2 separate regions of the Mus musculus genome follow, and region 1 is linked to region 2. Evidence: chromatin contacts called from public Hi-C data. All regions are on one chromosome and are shown on one strand. The core of a region is the stretch at or near the end of the contact, and the rest is flanking DNA. Distances in the headings are between cores, read along the strand shown.

Region 1 (4,723 bases), core at 68-2,567, 250 kb before region 2:
AATAGCCAGAAAAAAATGTAAGAGGGGAGGCGAATGAATTCACATCATTGAGAATAAATTTATATTGCATCATCATAGTGAGGAGCATGCGGTATTTGCTCAGAAATAATATATCATTGCAACAGAACAGAAATTCTGTGCATCAAATATCCACATGCCAATTCTAGAAAGCCAAGGTAGGAAAGAGAGATACTACCCCAAATTCAGAAGGTGAGATAGCCAGACTTAGGACTATAAACAGACTGTTGGAGCTTTGTGAGAAAGAAGACAGAGGTGACAAAGGAAAGAACTGATCAAGAATTATACTCGAATATAGACTACATTTAAAATACGTGGCTGTGACACTCAGGCTAGGGATTATGGGACTAGAGCCATCGAGTTTATGGAAGCCATGCCAGACGCTGTCACTATGGCATCACTTTTTAACATTTAAACCTTTTATATAAGTGTACCGATGCGTGATTGCACAGTTAGCTGCATTGCTCTGAGAACGGATAACTGTACAACTTAACCCACAGTCACCACATCCCTAAGCATTCTCTCTTGCTATCCCTTCCCCACATTTCTGACAGCCACTGGTCTCACTCCTGTCTCTTCAATTCTGCTTAATATAAGCAGAAAACATAGTATCTTCTCCACTCTAATCTCCTTGACTTAACTTAACATGGACTTTTGAGATTTTGTTTTGAATTTGCCCTTTACACTGCTGAATAGTATTACTTTAACAAATATCCCGCAAATTTTCCACTATCAAAATTAATCCTTATACTAACGATGAGAGTTAACTACTTCTGATTAACTGAAAGTAGAGCTGAGGGCTCATGAGTTTCCTTGGCATCCTGGCTGTGCACATTTGCCACAGCCACATGCTGCCATTCATACCAATCCTCTGTAACCTCGAAACCCAAGGGTAGCATAAAAGTCAGATAGAAAAAAAAGTCCATACTTTATGTTAAGAGGAAAACTAGGAAGGAATTTCACAGAGATGGAACAAATGACTTCTCAAAATATTCACTAACAATTTGTCTCTCCTAGAAAAATCAATATGAAACGCTTGTTTAAGTGGGCAAACCTGATCTTTTTCATGTGTTTCCCTCCTCTCCCCAAATCCCACAAACCGTGTTTAAGTGCTTTAAAAGACAATGAGAATTTAGGGGAAACAAAACTCACTTTACACCCCTGGAGCAGTTTTAAGAGCTTGAAGAAAATTGAACTTCTGATTTGGATCGATTCCTGGGGACATTTGCCACAGCCACATGCTGCCATCAAATGTACAGTGCACGGCAAGAAGAAGCCACACTATAGATAGAAAAAGGACAAACTGCATGGGAATCTGTTCGCTTCTAAATATAACAGTTCATTTTCGTGTTTATATAGAGCAGTATCAAAGCTCTGCTTTGCCAATACTGGGTCTTATTTAATTCTTAGATTTATATTATTTCACCCATCGCCTGACTTTTGAATGTCTCATCTCCTCACAGGAGTGATTTTATGCAGATTTAGAAAACATGAAGACCACGATTCTTGCTGCCTTCAGTCCCGCAGCAAGCTCCCCTCCATTTTTAAACATAATCAAGGCACCCCGCAAGGGCCACCACAAGGGAATGTGTTTCACATCATAACACAGATGGCTTGTTTACACCATTTCCCCTTCTCGTAGAAATTTTTAGGGATGGATTCAAATTTTACTCCTTGTTGCCGTGTGTATCTTTTACTTCTATTCTTGTCAAAAACCCGGCGCTGCCCTTCACAAACAGGAAGAAACCATTCTGCTTTCATTTCTTCTAGTGTGCGAAGAGGCACAGGGTCAGCAGGGACTGTGGCCTCCTTCTTGCAGTTTGGCAACTCTTGAGCAACAATGTCCAGCATCCTTGAGACCACTCAAGGCTCACCTTGATGAAACCTCTTTTATGAACATTGTATGTCAGCATATTAAGTGATTGGCCTATCTACTTGATTCTCATGTATTAAGACTTTGAGCTGGCCTCCTTTTTCAATAATGATTCTTGGCTTTTATTGTACCTTAGAATTTCCTGGGGAAGTACCATCACGGCCCCATCCCACACTTTCTGAATGAATTGTTTTGAGGCTGGAGGCCTGAATACCAGAATTGTTCGTTTCCTTCAGGATCGTATTGGAGAGCCAGACTGTACACATTGGTCTAGAATTAACAAGTGTTCTACAGGACCTGGTCCAGAACTGACAAGTGTTCCATAGGATACCCATAGAGGACTTTATTTGCTTCTTTTTTCACTATACTTAGAAAAGATGCGCTTGCCATTTAAGGTTATAGAAGTGCATGGATGTGGGAAGGTTTCCATAGTGATGAATATTTATGGAGAGCATGGCAGCTCTCTTACCATGAATGCAACAGGTTGGTGAGAATGTTTTGTAACCTTTTGTAAGAAAAGGAAATTCATCTAGTTCCTGGAACACTTTTTCCCCAGCATCTTATCGTGGAGGATATTTAGCTACCCCTCTTCTCAAAATTAACAAGGAACGTATTCTTCAAAGCTGATGTATCACCGAAATATTATGCTTCTGTTATAAACTTGAACCCAGTATATTCTGTCATCTGGCCATACTGGAATAGCACCATCCCTTGCATACAGGATCGGACATTTAGCAGCATCCTTGGTGCCCTCTCTTTAACTGTCAGCAATGTTCCATTGCAGATATGTAATAAAACATGTCTACACATATTGTTAAATACCCTGCAAGGAGGAAGACTACCTTGTGCTGGGAAACATCACTAAAAGAAAAAAATGTATCTTCATATGCAGATAGGAATCTGTGTCATTACCCTTTCAATGCCGGCTATTGTCATGCTCACTTCTTTCCATTAAATACCTGTTCACAAAGCTATGTCAATATACTGTTGGCAAACTGGGACGAGCAGTGTTATATTGACAGTACTGTAAATCTTCCAACATGTGATGTTAGAAAAGGCCTGTTCTTATCACTGAAATGTGTAAGATGGTATGAGAGACAAAGCATATAAGAAATAGTGAACAACACTCTGCACTCATATTAGAATCCCCCATCTCAGATGTCCTGACCCTTCCATCTGGTTTATTTACAAAGACTATACCAGGCAAAATCATGGGAAGTTCTATTGATTCTCTACTTCCATTTTATGTCCTCTCCATAACCTTAAATCCCTGCTCCTTGCACATGCTCTGAAAGAGTACTACAACACAGGAGAAATTAGCATGCTACTGTGAATTTTTCTTTGACATAGCTTGTTTCCCTTGTGAAATGACATATCGTGTTTTTCTTAAAGCAATAGTGAACAGTGATTTTACTAGAAAATTGGGCTCTAGTCGGATTATTTGAGACCTTACATTTTTTTCGCCTGCATTTCGCCTGCACTATACTGATTGCCTATACTAATAACCTGTACTAACTTAGTCTAGACTAGTTCCAACAATTGCTGGGAATATGTTAATCTTATATTGCAATATAATTATATATGATACAATAATAATGTAGTCTATAAATAAAATAGATTAAGGAAAGAAAAGGATTGCATTTTTAGGATGATGTTTCCCCTTATCCTAGGTACATGAATTCGAATAGCTTTCATTCTACTTTCCTGGAGATTAAACGGGAACTAGCCAATCTTATCCACTGCAAAAGAAGATCTTATTAAAGATTGAGTGAATCTGAACACACTGTACATTGTGCACAACATTAATATTGAAGTCAGAGAAGTAAGGTTTGGGGAGAGGAGGACTCTTCACAGAGGCCCTAGGAACTGATGTGATTTTTAAAGGGCAATTAAAACGTACTCAAGTATATAAAGAAGATGAAGGGGAAACTCCCATGGCAGCAGAAGAACAGTAACATCCACAAGGAGAGAGGAGGAAGCTGAGCACACAAATGCTTAAGAGTGGTCTTTGTGAGATGGAACACATGTCAATTGTACTGAAGCTGACTAAATGTAAAATGCCCAATGGAAGGCTGGGAAAGCTTGGGTAGTGTCCCTGTCAATAAAGAGCACAGGAATGAAGACCAGAGTTCTGGTCCCCAGAACCCATATGAGTTGTGCTGTTCTATATGTTTAATCCCCATGCTGGGGAGGCAGAAACATATGGATTCTGGGGCTTACTGTTCAGCCATCCTTGGTAAACTCCAGACAGTGAAAGATTTTGTCAAAAACAAACAAACAAAAAACAAAACAAAACAAACAAACAAAAAAACCCTCAGGCGTGACCTTAGTATCACCTGAGGAGTGAGACTTTAAGATGTTCTCCAGACACCACATATACGCACACACATGTATGTATGTGTCCTCCCCATGTACCCACCCAACATGAACAGACACACACACACGCACACACACACACACACACACACACACACACACACACACATGCATAAACAAAAATATACCATAAAATTAAATATTAAATATATGTTTGCGTATTTTGAGGAATAACAAGGCCTGTGTGTGCATGTGTGGATTCAGGTATAACTCTGTCGACCTTACTTGAATGCAGTAGGTTTAGCATATGCATCTACCCTTTATAGAGTCAGGAAGAAAGTATCTTGGACTGCCTAGTAACAGTTGTATCAAAATAATACAATACAATCAAGAGCACATTTAAAATTGCATACACTTGCCACTTGCAAACCCACACTGAAGTAAGTGTGCAGTGGCCCCTAGCAACATGTCTGCATCTGTAAATCCTAGAAAGAACACAACCCTGTGTGGGGATAT
Region 2 (4,667 bases), core at 1,036-3,535:
CCAGACTCTGAATAATCACAAATCTGTTTCCAGCCAGGCCCACTTTACTCGTCTAGGCATACCTACTCATTCCTTTACTGGATATTACTGTTTGAAGGTGCACCCTTCCAACACTATATGCTGTTACTCTTAAAGCGTATTTATTTGTTTATTTACTTACAAACTTACTTTCTGACTTTTGGACATAAGGTCTCCCATGTTGTTCAGGCTTCCATAATCACACATGTGTACCCTGTGCCTGGCTTCCAACCCTTGATGTATGAGATAGTCCTTCAAGCCTATCAATAATTCCTCTGATTTATCATTACCCTGGTTCTCCCCACTGTAGGGCACCATGCTACCAATACAGTTGCAGTCAGATGCTAGCTCACTGTCTCTTCGGAACCTGCCAATGGCTCTCCACTTCATCCTGGAGGCCACAGTTCAGTTTGCGCCTCTTCAATCTTATCAGGTCTTCATAAGAAGATGCCTCTTGGCCTCATCCCCCACTGTTCGCCCTGGATCTGAAGTGTATCCTTTCTTTTGTGTTGAGAAATCTGCTTTCTTCTATAAACCAGCTCCCCAAAGTCTTAACATATGTCTTGTCCTTTAAAAGGGCAAGGCTAGCAGAAGGCAACTTTAGAGCTATTTAAGAAAGAAGGAAAGTTATCCATTGAGGAAAGAAGATATTACTTTTGAGTATCGAGATGAGGACTGTAGCATGAAATAGAAATATGAAGTCAATCCCACGCTACCACTACCGCCAGCTGGGCACCAGTGGGCAGGCCAGGCACTGGCGGGCAGGCCGACCTGTTCTCATGTTCTCATCTTGGGACTTACTTTCTCTCTCTCTCTCTCTCTCTCTCTCTCTCTCTCTCTTCAAAACTATTTCAAAACTATTTCAAAATTAACAGGTAACACAAGTGGCACCACAGCTAACCTCCTAATTTGTAAGTCATTCTAAGTTAAATCCCCCGGTAACGGATCCCAGTGGATCTGCCACCTGAACCAGGGGTCTCTGCTACCTACACTTTGACCTCCACCTGTCTTCCCGTCCAAAAACAAGACCTTTTTCTGCCTCCTCTTACCCTCTCAACCCAGAAGTCCCGCTTACCCCTTGCCCAGTGATTGATTCCTAGAAATATTCATTAGGGAAAGGTTCACAGGAAGTTACCTGAGTATGTGATTCACTCCTTATCCCAGGCAGCCCCTCCTAGGGAAGCAGAATTAGCATCAAGATACAAACAGCCCCAGGGCTACCCACAACAGAGGATGAAGGACTCATCATAGGTTTAAAAGCATGGAAGTCAACTGGTGATCTCAAGAGACTATCCTGGAGTGTGGAGGAGAGAAGGGAGGTGTTTGGGGACATCATTCAGATACAACTTGTGGAGGGACTCTGTTCGAAAATGGACCAATAAATGGGGAGATGGTAGGTTGAAACACGGGTGGAAAAAAGCAAGTGAAATTGTGACAGGAGAGCGAAATTTAAGATGAACAGAGAATGAGTTGCTTGGGCTGCTTTCAGAAGGGACGATAACGACGTGATCCACCAAGAAGGAGAGAGTAAACGCCTGGGAGGCAAGCAAAACTCTGAATATCGACTTACCCCACAACACATCAGGTTAGATGATTCTACAATCTCTCTGATGGGTAGCTATGAACTGATATAAAAAGCCATTGCGAGTGCACCAGATGCTGTTGGGAACCTCAGAAGTGTAGCCCTGTGAAGGGTCCATACCATGAAGTGGTCCTCGGAACTGCCATCCAAGTAGATTCTACTGGATCTGGGGAGAGGGAAGAAACAAGAAATGGGTAAAGGAGTGGAGTGTCACAGACATCCTTAAAGGTGATATTTCATTCTCACTAAAGATCGATTGTTTATAACCTTGGTTGTGGGCCACGTGATTGTATGTATTATCTATGGTTCTTCCCAGAAGTGAGACAGAGACAGCAAGACTGGGGGTATGATAATAAAACTCTGGGTATTATGCAACGTACCCTGAACTCCAAAAAAGAATGGCAGAAAGAAGGAAATCCCAAAAAGTACAAACATACCCACACAAGACAGAAGCTTTCTAAATTTCTATTAGCCTCCCCGGGAAGGCAAATGTCTGTCTCAATACCTGAGACTGTTTTTTACTCAATTGTGGCTGCATGTGCTTTAAAAATGAACTGTGGATTCTTTGCTGAGGAAATGTCTTGATAACATAATGAATATTAAATACATCTCAGACCCACACAGGCGGTTCAGTAGTCTTTTTGTGGCAGCTCAGGAGTGCCCCCTACAGGCTGACGTTTAGAACGCAAGTAGAGGACCGGGAAAAGAAGCGGCATGTCTGAGGAGTCTCAGGGAACCTCCAAGGAAGGTTAGATACCTCAGCTGAGGAAGGACAAGAGGAAACAGGCACACAGCATGAATTCTTACTTTTCACTTTTTTTTTCTTTTGTGAACAGTAAGAAGTGAAAAACTTGTGCATGCATTTTCCTTTATTCAAGCACTATCTCCTATCACCCACGATAGTGAAAACTCATTAGTATAAACTGCTTTCATCTTTTGGTTGAAATCAATATCAATATTTGAAAACCCATGAAAATCAGTAAAAATACGATTAGCTGCTACCCGTGCAAGGAAAAGAGACCCACCTGTATCTAGTATCAGAAATGATTTGCATTTGATATCTGTAACATAAAAAGGAAATGCAAACATGTTTCTTAAAATGAAGATAGGTGAGCTCTGGGCTGAAATTTTATTCCCTTTTTCATTAAAAAAAATTTTCACGGGCAGGGGGAAGGACTTTCATCTACTTAAAATATTAATAATTATAAAAATACAAGCCATTAAAAGGCATAAAAATATATGCTATGACTATCAGTAATTTTTTACATAATAATGTAAATGATACATGGATATGTATTTCTGTGCTGGTGCACAATATGATGCAGTGTATAAATATATTAAAATAAATTAGAAGTAGAAATTTTATAGCATATCACTTGACCCAATTTTTAAAATCCATATGTCCTGATAAATGTCACTGTAATTTCCATTTGAAAGAGGAAAGGAAGGGCAAAATATTCACTAAAACTCTTTAAATGTTTTACTAGAGAGATTTTTGAATACTAATAATAGTGCAGTTTAAGTTATGAATGTATTTGATTTTGTAACTATTAAATTAAAGCCCAGAATTACATAAGTGCTCAGCATGGACACAACATGTTTATCTAAATTAACAGCCTTTTTACATGATCTTTGAATAAATGCAGATCTTTGGAAAACTTCATTTAACATCATAAAATGTTCATTTAGAGTCAATTTCAGATACATTCATAAGATATACATAAATGTATGTGATTAAATTGACAGATTATGCTCACAACCCTTCTTACAAACAGTGTTTTTTCCTACAGAAAGAAGAAATCAAGGTCATGGTTTGGTGATTTGTTTCCCTTGTGAAATTTTATAACATATATAAATATATATGTCCCAATATTTAAATTGCATAACAACATTATGAGGTCTATGTTTTCCGTAGGTGATGAAAGTCAGTGTAGTTAAGAAGCGCTGTTCGACACGTCAGTCTCCCTCCGTGGTGTTCTAGTGTCTGGCCTAATCGCTTTGCCTCTGTTGTCCTCACTGTCACAACAGGCATGGGAGGTGCCCTGATGGAGTCAGAACTACAGAAACGCCTACTTTAAAAAATTAGTGTATAGGCCCCACAAGTCTATACTAGAGGTAGTTAGCTTGTGATTCACTTAGTCACCTTACAAAATATGGTCAAGTGTACTTTAAAACAAAAATTATAATTTTAATAATATGTAAAACATTCAGCACCATAATTATTCTATGAGTTTAAATGTTAAAAGTGAGGGGAGAAGAGGGTGGGAAAGAAAGAAAAGAAAGAAAGTGAGAAAGTGAGAAAGTGAGAAAGAAAGAAAGAAAGAAAGAAAGAAAGAAAGAAGCAAAACAGCCCAGTGATTTAGGCAAATTAAATATTTATTAAAAATGACATTGTTTCAGAAGAAAACCTTAATACACCCAAGCAATAAATATGCAATGTATGTGTATATGTGTGTGTGTGTGTGTATATATATATATATATATATATATATATATATATATATATATATATATATATATATTTATGTATATGTATACAGTCTTTATTTTGGAAATGTATCCAAGTTCAATTAAAACAATTTTGAATGAACTTTTAATGAAATTTAAAAGAGTTTGGGCTTGCATGTATTTCTTTGGTGTTTTGAAAAAAAGTCTTAAGTTCAGTCATTTCCTTGCACCCCAGAAAATTCCGACATTTTTCAGAAAGGCAATTTCTTTCATACTATCCCTACCATGAAGAATGCTACCTTTTTTGGCTAATACAAAGAAACCACAATTAACAGTGAAGCCATAAATACTTTCTGTGCTAACCACAAATGGCCTTTCCCATAGAGAAATGGCTTACATGTGTTCTGAATGTGTTTGGTTTCGTTTTGTATGGAAGCTGTGGGTATGTTTTTATCTAAGAAAAGAACGTGGCACGCACATGGACAGCTTTCTAAAATGAGAAACAATCGCTGAATTTAATCGGGGCCAGGAATTCAGAATTAAGCTACATGGGGATGGTTGGGGATACTCTGGATTTGGGGATACTTCCCCAAACTTGACCAAACCTCCCCAGGCTCTC

What was found. A called contact is a pair of places that touch in the nucleus more often than the background predicts.
Region 1: a Hi-C map of cortical neurons shows a contact between it and region 2. The contact joins two enhancer-like sites. A contact is called at or near these places in 2 of 484 Hi-C or Micro-C datasets (cerebral cortex and cortical neurons), 1 of 115 datasets of contacts at active chromatin or transcription factors (bone marrow-derived macrophages) and 1 of 9 other capture datasets (embryonic stem cells).

The regions. Positions count from the first base shown.
Region 1 is chr1:56,207,760-56,212,482 of GRCm38.p6, reverse strand. No RefSeq gene overlaps it. Among named protein-coding and RNA genes, the nearest start is that of 1700003I22Rik, 190 kb to the right of the region's middle. Within about 2 kb of position 1,317, at least 4 of the 459 cell types and tissues checked have an H3K27ac peak or open chromatin away from gene starts, as enhancers often do. A contact at or near this core is called in cortical neurons, where this site is marked.
Region 2 is chr1:55,958,084-55,962,750 of GRCm38.p6, reverse strand. 9130227L01Rik (RIKEN cDNA 9130227L01 gene) reads right to left here. Exons shown (of 6, transcript NR_045837.1): 5 at 1,589-1,766. Among named protein-coding and RNA genes, the nearest start is that of 9130227L01Rik, 29 kb to the right of the region's middle. Within about 2 kb of position 2,285, at least 3 of the 459 cell types and tissues checked have an H3K27ac peak or open chromatin away from gene starts, as enhancers often do. A contact at or near this core is called in cortical neurons, where this site is marked.